3 separate regions of the Mus musculus genome follow, and regions 2 and 3 are each linked to region 1. A link is a contact called in public Hi-C and promoter capture Hi-C data. All regions are on one chromosome and are shown on one strand. Each heading gives the region's core, a stretch centred on a gene start, on an enhancer-like site or on the middle of the called end of the contact. The rest is flanking DNA. Distances are from core to core; before and after follow the strand shown.

The links. Promoter capture Hi-C pulls out the DNA fragments that hold promoters and counts their contacts. Hi-C and Micro-C count contacts between places; a contact is called where the count stands out from the background.
Region 2: a contact with region 1 is called in a promoter capture Hi-C map of macrophages, with 12 read pairs. The contact joins the enhancer-like site here to the promoter of Cep83 in region 1. A contact is called at or near these places in 10 of 39 promoter capture datasets (the 3T3-L1 cell line, 3T3-L1-derived adipocytes, the HPC-7 cell line and 7 more), 5 of 484 Hi-C or Micro-C datasets (bone marrow-derived macrophages, cortical neurons, macrophages and 1 more) and 5 of 115 datasets of contacts at active chromatin or transcription factors (CD8 T cells, the HPC-7 cell line, the SCID.adh cell line and 2 more).
Region 3: a contact with region 1 is called in a Hi-C map of olfactory sensory neurons, with 1.6 times the contacts expected there. The contact joins the enhancer-like site here to the promoter of Cep83 in region 1. A contact is called at or near these places in 1 of 39 promoter capture datasets (macrophages), 1 of 15 datasets of contacts at CTCF or cohesin (CD8 T cells), 3 of 484 Hi-C or Micro-C datasets (granulocyte-monocyte progenitors, nephron progenitors and olfactory sensory neurons), 4 of 115 datasets of contacts at active chromatin or transcription factors (CD8 T cells, the SCID.adh cell line, embryonic stem cells and 1 more) and 4 of 9 other capture datasets (adipose tissue, liver, macrophages and 1 more).

What each region holds. Positions count from the first base shown.
Region 1 is chr10:94,687,502-94,690,201 of GRCm38.p6, forward strand. Cep83 (centrosomal protein 83) reads left to right here and starts at 1,289. Exons shown (of 16, transcript NM_029852.2): 1 at 1,289-1,545. It overlaps Cep83os (centrosomal protein 83, opposite strand), which reads right to left and starts at 1,112. Exons shown (of 3, transcript NR_015524.1): 1 at 732-1,112.
Region 2 is chr10:94,638,809-94,641,508 of GRCm38.p6, forward strand. No RefSeq gene overlaps it. Among named protein-coding and RNA genes, the nearest start is that of Gm32898, 16 kb to the left of the region's middle. Within about 2 kb of position 1,418, at least 29 of the 459 cell types and tissues checked have an H3K27ac peak or open chromatin away from gene starts, as enhancers often do. A contact at or near this core is called in CD8 T cells, the HPC-7 cell line, bone marrow-derived macrophages and 2 more, where this site is marked.
Region 3 is chr10:94,737,158-94,739,857 of GRCm38.p6, forward strand. It overlaps Cep83 (centrosomal protein 83), which reads left to right. Exons shown (of 16, transcript NM_029852.2): 6 at 616-867. Among named protein-coding and RNA genes, the nearest start is that of Cep83, 50 kb to the left of the region's middle. Within about 2 kb of position 1,379, at least 4 of the 459 cell types and tissues checked have an H3K27ac peak or open chromatin away from gene starts, as enhancers often do. A contact at or near this core is called in olfactory sensory neurons, where this site is marked.

The DNA of each region.
Region 1 (2,700 bases), core at 39-2,538:
CATTTACTCTTCTCTGAGAAATAAAGTTTTTCTTCAGTTGTTAGTCATCTCTCCAGTCTTCTCCTCACTTTCCAGTGATTCTATTTTATTTAATTTATTTTATTTTTTTAACGGATATTTCCACTGGTTACAAATGATTTGATTTGATTTCAGGATCTGGGGAATCCGTAACGCCTAATTGAATTTACAGAACTAGGGATTAAGATAATCTATAAAAATGCTGCGGCACTTGATATAGGACTGTTCAGCAAATTGTTACTGTCAATGTCTCTCACACACACAGGACTTCTGCTTTCTCTATTCTGATCGTGAATGTGTCTCCCACATACCTCCTTTATATAACCTACCCATAATAGTATGCACCCTCATTTCTAGAAAAAATGGTGACAGCTCAGTTACCACTCTACCCAGAGCCCGGATCTAGTCATCTCCTGCATGTTCATGAGAGGTGAAGATAAGCTGTGCTTCATAATGCACTGTGGCGATCCAAGGCCACAGTATGGAGGCACTCAGCAAGCATGGGTATAGACGGGATGCATGTTTCTCCCATCGCCCACCCTGAAACGCGAAAAGCCTAATTTACCTTAGCTTTTAGGTCACAAATATTATCAAAGCTGTCACCAAGTGTCAATTTAGTTTGCAGCCTGGAGACCAGGAGCCCACCCTGTTATATTACCCCTAAGAGCAGGCGGGCCTACAGGATGGGCCTGGGGCAGGAAGGAGGTCCTGACCTGACTTCCCTGGTGGCAAGCTGGGGGCGACTCCGCACTCACAGGCTGACTGGGTGCCAGAGCCCGGAAAATCCGCCCAGCAGGCACGATGACAAGGCGGGCGGGAACAGAGGTGGCGGCGAAGAGCACCGTCCAAGCCCTCCGAGAAGGAAGTGTGACAAGGGCACAGAGTCCCTCAGCCCACCGGGAGTCGGGCGTGAGGTGACATCTGCCGTTCCCCGGGCTCGCGGGCTTCGGTGCGGCCCACAGGGACGTCCCAGAGTGGCATCCTCACTTTTTTTTTTCCCCCACAGCGGCAACAGCTACCCGCGTAACCGTCAGCCCGCTCCTCTCACCAACGGCTCGGACCTTGGGCGGCGCGCGGTGCTGATGACGTAGGACGGGGAGGCGGGACTTCCTGCCTCGCGCCTCGCCGGGGCTCGGGACGCGCGCGGTCCGCTCGGGAGTGGCGGACGGCGGGCTGAGGGGGCGGCGTGTCGGCCGAGGAGGGCGGGCCGCGGAGGAGGAGCCGGCCTTGCAGCCGCCGCCCTCTCAGCCCTCCGAGTTTCCCGGGCTACCTCAACCTTTCCCGAGGCGTGGGTGCCCTCGCGGACCGTCCGGCTCCTCGGTTCGCCTCCAGCCCCGCGGCGGCAGCGGCCGCTTGGACCGCTCCGGGCCCCACACCCCAGCCGGTGGGACCGTCCCGAGCCCTCGGCCCCAATGCCTGGGAGAGCAGAGCGGAGTGGGTGGCGGTGGTTGGAGCTGTGCCGGGGGCTCCCGGTGGCGAGCGCGGCTGCTGTGCTGGGGCGAGCAGCGGGGACCGTGTGTGAGTTTGGTAAGTCACCTCTCTTCTTTTTAGGCGTGCTGGGCGTCTGCTTGGAAGCCTGCGGCACTCCGCGCCCGCCCTTGGACCCGGGTTTTGTTTCCTGGTGAAGCAGTGTTAGCCGGTGTTAGGAAGGCAGGCCCTGAGATGAGTTCTGGATGCAAGGTTTTTCTTTTCTTTTTCTTTTTTAAAGCACGTGAAACTCCTTTCGGGGCTCTTTGGTGCACTGCGGCACGGTAGCCAGCGGAGTCATGGGGTTAGTGTAAAGCACCTCTAGGTTAATTGGTGGGGGAAAAGCCACGCTGTCATCATTTTCCTTGTCCTTAAAGGTAGTCATAGCAGTGAGGTTTGCGGATGTTGCTGAGGTAAGGTCTGAACTGTGGGAAGTGTATTTTGGGCTTGGTACTTTGGCAAGTTCTTAGTCCAGTTTCTGACTATGATAAAAAGACTCTTGGCTTTTTAAAAATGCCCTAGAGGGCATTTAAGTGTCTTTAAGTCTTTGCTTACCTTCTAATTATCAGACCACTTTCTTCTCGAACATGTTGAGGATCAGGCTAAATTTGTTCTGATGATTTTTTTTTAAATATGTAGTGAATTCATAATATGTTCAGGCTGTTAGTATAAAGTACTAAACTGAGATTTAAAGTACCGAGTAGGTTGTTAAAGCCGTGCTTCTGTTACCAAGCAACATCACCGTAAACAAGTCTAATATTCAACTAGAACATAAGTAAATGTGGCCTGTTAATCTGAGTTTGGAGCGAGTTGGAGCTCTTCAGATTTATGCTTTTAGTTTATAGGTGGCTACATTTGTTGCCTTTTGTAGTCAGATTTCAAATAAATTTTATCTAGAATTATTAGAACACTTTGATTGTTTTTGTTGTCACACAAGACTATGGAGAGTTGTAAATGGATTTGAGTTCTTTTTGGTTGTTACATATTCCGGAGTATGCTGGGTATTTCTCTTTGAGTATTTCTTTTCTAATGAGATAAAGTATGCAATCTGTATTTAATAATATTCTTAAATAAAAAGATTATAGCAATTTAGAGTTACATACATTTGAGAGATTGTGAAACAGTACAAGTTTTTAAGCCTTGGCTTAGCAGTAGCCTTGGTCTACATTTGTTGAACCCTTAGTGATATAACTTGAATGGTAAACTAAGTTTTTA
Region 2 (2,700 bases), core at 168-2,667, 49 kb before region 1:
GTGTAATGCTGGTACAGAGCACAAGTACAAGTACTCCACAGGGCATTTCCCATCAACCAGCCCCACACAGCAGTGCCCAGGGGCTCCCAACTACCAGGCATTTAACCAACATATAGAAGACATGTTTCAGCAACCATGATTACAAGGATCATAGGACATATGAGCCAGGAAGGGGGACAGAGTCCAGCTATATAATCTTTCAAAATATATATCCTTCACAACATCACACAGTAAAGCCCCGCAAATGATGGATTTCAAAGGATGGGCCCAGGGACAGGCTTGCCAGGGAAAGGTACCTTATTTGGGGATGAAGACAATATTCCCAGGACTATCACAAGCAGGCACATGTCCAGCAAGCAGGAAGGGAGGCCTCTTTTGATACAGAAAGGAACTTTCTCCAGAGCCCCCTTACAGTGAGTGATGTCTTAGCTGGTGTCTCATTGCTATAATGACCACAGCCACTCTTATAGAGGAAAATATTTAACTGTGGCTGGTTTGTAGATTCAGAGGTTCAGTCCACTATCATCAGGGCAGGAAGCATGGCAGTGTGCAGGCAGACAGTGCTGGAGAAGGAGCTGAGAGTTCTACATTTTGGTCCACGGGCAGCAGGGGGACACACTGGCCAGACTTGAGCTTATAAAACCTCAAAGCCCTGCCTCCGCAGTGATGCACTTCCTCCAACGAAGCCACACCCACTCCAACGAGGCCACGTCTCCTAATAGTGACATTTCTTGTGGTCCAAGCATTCACACACATGAGTCTCTGAGGACCATCCCTATTCAAACCAACACAAGTGATCACTCTTCAGTGTCAACTTGACTGGGTTTAGAATTACCTGGAATATATACCTCTGGGTGTGCCTGGGTGGATACTTCCAGAGAAGTTTAACTGAGGAGGGAAAACCTACCCTGAATGTGTGTAATACCATCCCTTGGGCTTGGATCCCAGACTGAATGAAACCTGGGGGAAAAAGAGCAAACTTAAAAGCAACCATTACCTCTCTCGGCTTTTTCACTGTGGATACAGCATATCCAGCTGCCTTGAGCTCCCGCCACCACGCCATCCTTTCTTGATAATCTGTACCCTCAAACTGTTCCTTAAGAATCTTCTGCCACAGCTGGGCGGTGGTGGCGCACACCTTTAATCCCATCACTTGGGAGGCAGAGGCAGGCAGATTTCTGAGTTCGAGGCCAGCCTGGTCTACATAGTGAGTTCCAAGGACAGCCAGGGCTATACTGAGAAACCCTGTCTCAAAAAAACCCAACCCCCCAAAAGAGAGAGAGAGAGAGAGAGAGAGAGAGAGAGAGAGAGAGAGAGAGAGAGAGAGAGAGAGTCTTCTGCCACAACAGTAAGAAAAGCAATGAGTAAGCCCATCAGGCTTCTTAGAGCCCTTTCCTTGCCATTGGTAATCCGTCATGCTGGGCTGCAAGAGAAGCTGAGAGAGCAGACATTGCAGACTGTACACCGGAAGTGTGATGTTGACCACAGGGGAGGAAAGGGAAGGGGTTTTACCCCGCCCCCCCCAAAAAAAAACTCAGTGAAATACTAAACACAGACTTATTTTGCAGACATTGTTTCAGGTTCAAATGACTTCCGAATGACTTCTAGTACATTAAGCAAGGTAGAAATGACCCGTGGAGGGGGGTTTGGGGGGAGAATACGTCTCCCATTCCAGAATCTTCCAATTCCATCCCTCCCTGCAGCAGCACTAGATCTTGGTTGGAAACCTTGTTAAAAGGTTTAATAAGGAAATGCTCTGCTGTCTGGAGTCAGGGAGAATGTGAAGTTTAACTTCTGTCTGGGAAGTGGCAAACTGTAAGAAAGTTGACTTTGAAATTTGTCAGATAGGTCAGGCCTATTTGTAGCTTTTTAAAAAAGGCCCGAAATCATGGGGCTGACAGGAAGCGAAAGGGAAGCAGAAGCAGCCTGCTCCTCATCCCTAAAATTGCATCAAGTCCAAGTCTTAGAATAAAATAATTTTCATTTTCTTATTTCTTATCCTAGCCAGCATTTGGATCTAGACTTGAGTTCCTTGGGGGGACACATCGTCATTATGCAAGATAGGAAAAGGAAAGAAGCCCATGATTTTTTAATGCTATATTTATGAACCAAATAAATATGTAATTATAGCTAGAAACAGGGAAAGGGCAGGCAGTAGGAAGCAACTGGAAAAACTGCTGGCGTGGTGTATTAGTTGCTCTCTTTGTTGCTCGCACCAAAATGCCTGACAAGACACGAGGGGTGGGAGAGATGGCTGAGAGTTAAGAGCAAGTGTGGCTTTTCCAGAAGACCTGGACATGGTTCCTAGGACCCAGGGGACCCACCACTGCCTGTAATGCCAGCTCCAGAGAATATGATGACATCTCTTCTGGCCTCTGCAGGCATGGGCACACACATAGTAAACACACAGAGAGACATACACACCTACACATAAATCAGAATAGATAGATAGATAGATAGATAGATAGATAGATAGATAGATAGAAGAGAAGCAATTTAAATAAGGAAAGCTTTCCGAGGACTCACAGTTTATGAAGAGAGTCCACAAAAGCTGGGAAGGTATAGTGGGAGGAGGGACTGCTATGGTGCTGGGAGCTTGTTTACATCTGGACAAGTGAGGAAGCAGGGGATGCCTGTTCACTGGCCTTTTTGTGTCCCCAGGCCCATGAAGTGGTACCATCTACATTCAGGGACCATCCT
Region 3 (2,700 bases), core at 129-2,628, 50 kb after region 1:
TCCTACTTGTTTCTTGCCTCTTTGAGTTCCTTAGTGAATGTATTAAACCTTGGAATAATGAACATGATAAGACCTGGGCTTTAATTAGTTAGGACTTTAATAAACTTGGCCATTACTTTAAAAGTTCATTGACTGCTTTTGTATTTATACAGATTTTGTGTGAATTAGTTCCTCACAAAGAGATGATTTATTAGCCTAGACATAGCCAAAGAGTTAAGGAGAGTAAGACAAACAAGTGAGGCGAAATTTAAGAGTGGCCATTGAATTGGCCTTGCGTGATTTTCTGTCATGGGCTTGTGAAGTTTATGTGTTTTAAATAATTATTTTATTGTAGTATTTACAATTTTGAATTTTAGCCAGCATTTGATTAAGCCCTGTGCCAGACACTGTGGGGAGGGAGGGAAAAATAGGGCAAAGTCCTTCCTCTTAGACTTGTGTCATGCTGAGGACAGAATGAGGAACGTGACGTTTTAGAGGTTTTTCCTTTTTACTTAATTTCCACACCTGAGCTTTCATGTTGTACGATTTTTAATTTTAATTTACTGACTTGTAAAGCATGTTCATGACTGAAAATTCAGTCATTTAGAGCTTGTATACTTCCTTTCCAATTATTAGGTTGCACGACTGGAGAAGGACAAAGAGGAGCTACATAACCAGCTGCTTAGTGTTGATCCCACGAGAGACAGCAAACGAATGGAGCAACTTGTTCGAGAAAAAACCCATTTGCTTCAGAAATTGAAAAGTTTAGAGGCTGAAGTAGCAGAATTAAGGGCTGAGAAAGAAAATTCTGGTGCTCAGGTAGAAAATGTCCAAAGAATACAGGTGAGGCAGTTGGCTGAGATGCAGGCTACACTCAGATCCTTGGAGGTAAGGTTTTAATTGCATCCCAGTGGAGTATGGCATAAGTTTTAAAAGTGCTCTTGACAAGCCTTTGGTTTTTAGAACATAAATAAATGCTTGCGATCTAGTGCTGACGCATTTGCGGACTCCCAAGTGTACATGGGAAGAGGAAAGGTTTTGATTGATCAGCAGTGGCTGTGCTCTACATTGCTGAGGGATATTCATTCTTTGGGAGTGGAGTCATCATCTGAGTGAAAGGACTTTAAAATGTCACGGAATGTAATATACAAAATATCCCCCAAGTTTTCAAGAGTAAAGTCATCTCAAAACAGAAAGAATAATTATTTTGAAATTATAAATTCCTTATTCTAGTATTTAAAATGTTAAAGTTATAAATTCTATTTGAGCAGACATATTGTATATAATTTGAAACAGCTCTCTAGCCAAAGTGATAAAAGGTAGCTGGCTACCAATGCATCCCGATCTTGACTGAGTTCTTTCCCTGAGCTCATTAGAGAAGGAGCAGTGTTGGCAGAGCCGCCCTGGGGCTGGTGGGGGGATCGCTGAGGAAGACTCTTGACTTTCTCTGTATTCAGACAGGCCGATGCCTCTTAGACCCTGGGGCCTAGGATGGAGCAGAGATGCTACTTTATGTGCTTATTTATTTGGGAGTTTGTGTTTTCCTCCTTGAGAGAGCTGTGAAATGGTTGAGCTGGAAGGAAATTATATGCACATGGTTTGTAGTTAATAGTCAGTCTCAAAATACTCAGTAATGATGGGCTAATCAGCTGGTCCATGGAATACGTTAGTGAGTTTGGAAGAATGGAAGTCACTTGGGGGAGAGAGTGGGGAGGATGAGGTCTGTGTCCGTCCTTGTTGATTTCCACAATTAAACTTGTTAGAGTCCCTGAACATTAGACTTAAACCAGTTTACAGTAAGATAATGTAGTTTTGCAGTTCTTAATATATTGGCACAGTGGCAGAGTAAGGGGAAAGTTGCAGGTGAATATAGTGTCTGGTCCCAGTGTGAAGTTTGACCAAGGTCATCTAGAGCGATTATTTTCCAGGTAAGATGAGTGATGACAAAAGACAGATGGCTCATTTGGGACATTTTTCAGAAGAGCCCGTATTTAATTTTTATCATTTGTCAGATGAAATGAAAAACATACGATAACAAATAGTATTTTTCTCTAGTGTTTCACAGCTGTTGTTGTACACAAAGAATACCATTTTATATTTCAACAAAATAATTGTTCTCTGGCTTAGTTGCTGAACAAAGTCCTTTTTTAATACAGTAAACATGCATAGAAAACATAAACCTGAAGTTTATCCTGTAAGTGAAGAAACACTCATTTTACTTATCATGAGTAGGAATGTTTCAAAGCTTTTTTTTCCTCTCTGGTAAGAGTACTTTGAATATCAATTTGAGGAAATTTCTGGCAGTTTAGAGATTTAATTTGTGGTAAGGTCAGAAGCCTCTTTGCCTATGCTTCTGACGGCTCCAGGACAGTGGAGAATTTGTCTGTCTCTGATTGAAAAAAAAAGAATCTCCATTGATTGTGGATTTTCAATTGTTTTATATTCCTTTATTGTGTGTGCGCATAGACCTGTGTGAGGCCTGTGTACCACGGCAGTCAGAGGATGGTGTTCACCTTCTACCACGTAGGCCTGGGGTCTAAGTAAGATCGCCAGGCTGGGCAGCAAGCACCTTTACCCACTTTCTGGGCCTTGTAAGCCTCTCCATGCCTGCTTTCTAAAATGCTATTTTGTAACTGTTGTGAACTTGACAGTCTAAAAAAATGTTAGAATTATGTCACCATTGCCATATTAAGGTATGTGAGTACTTTCTCTCCTGAAAGA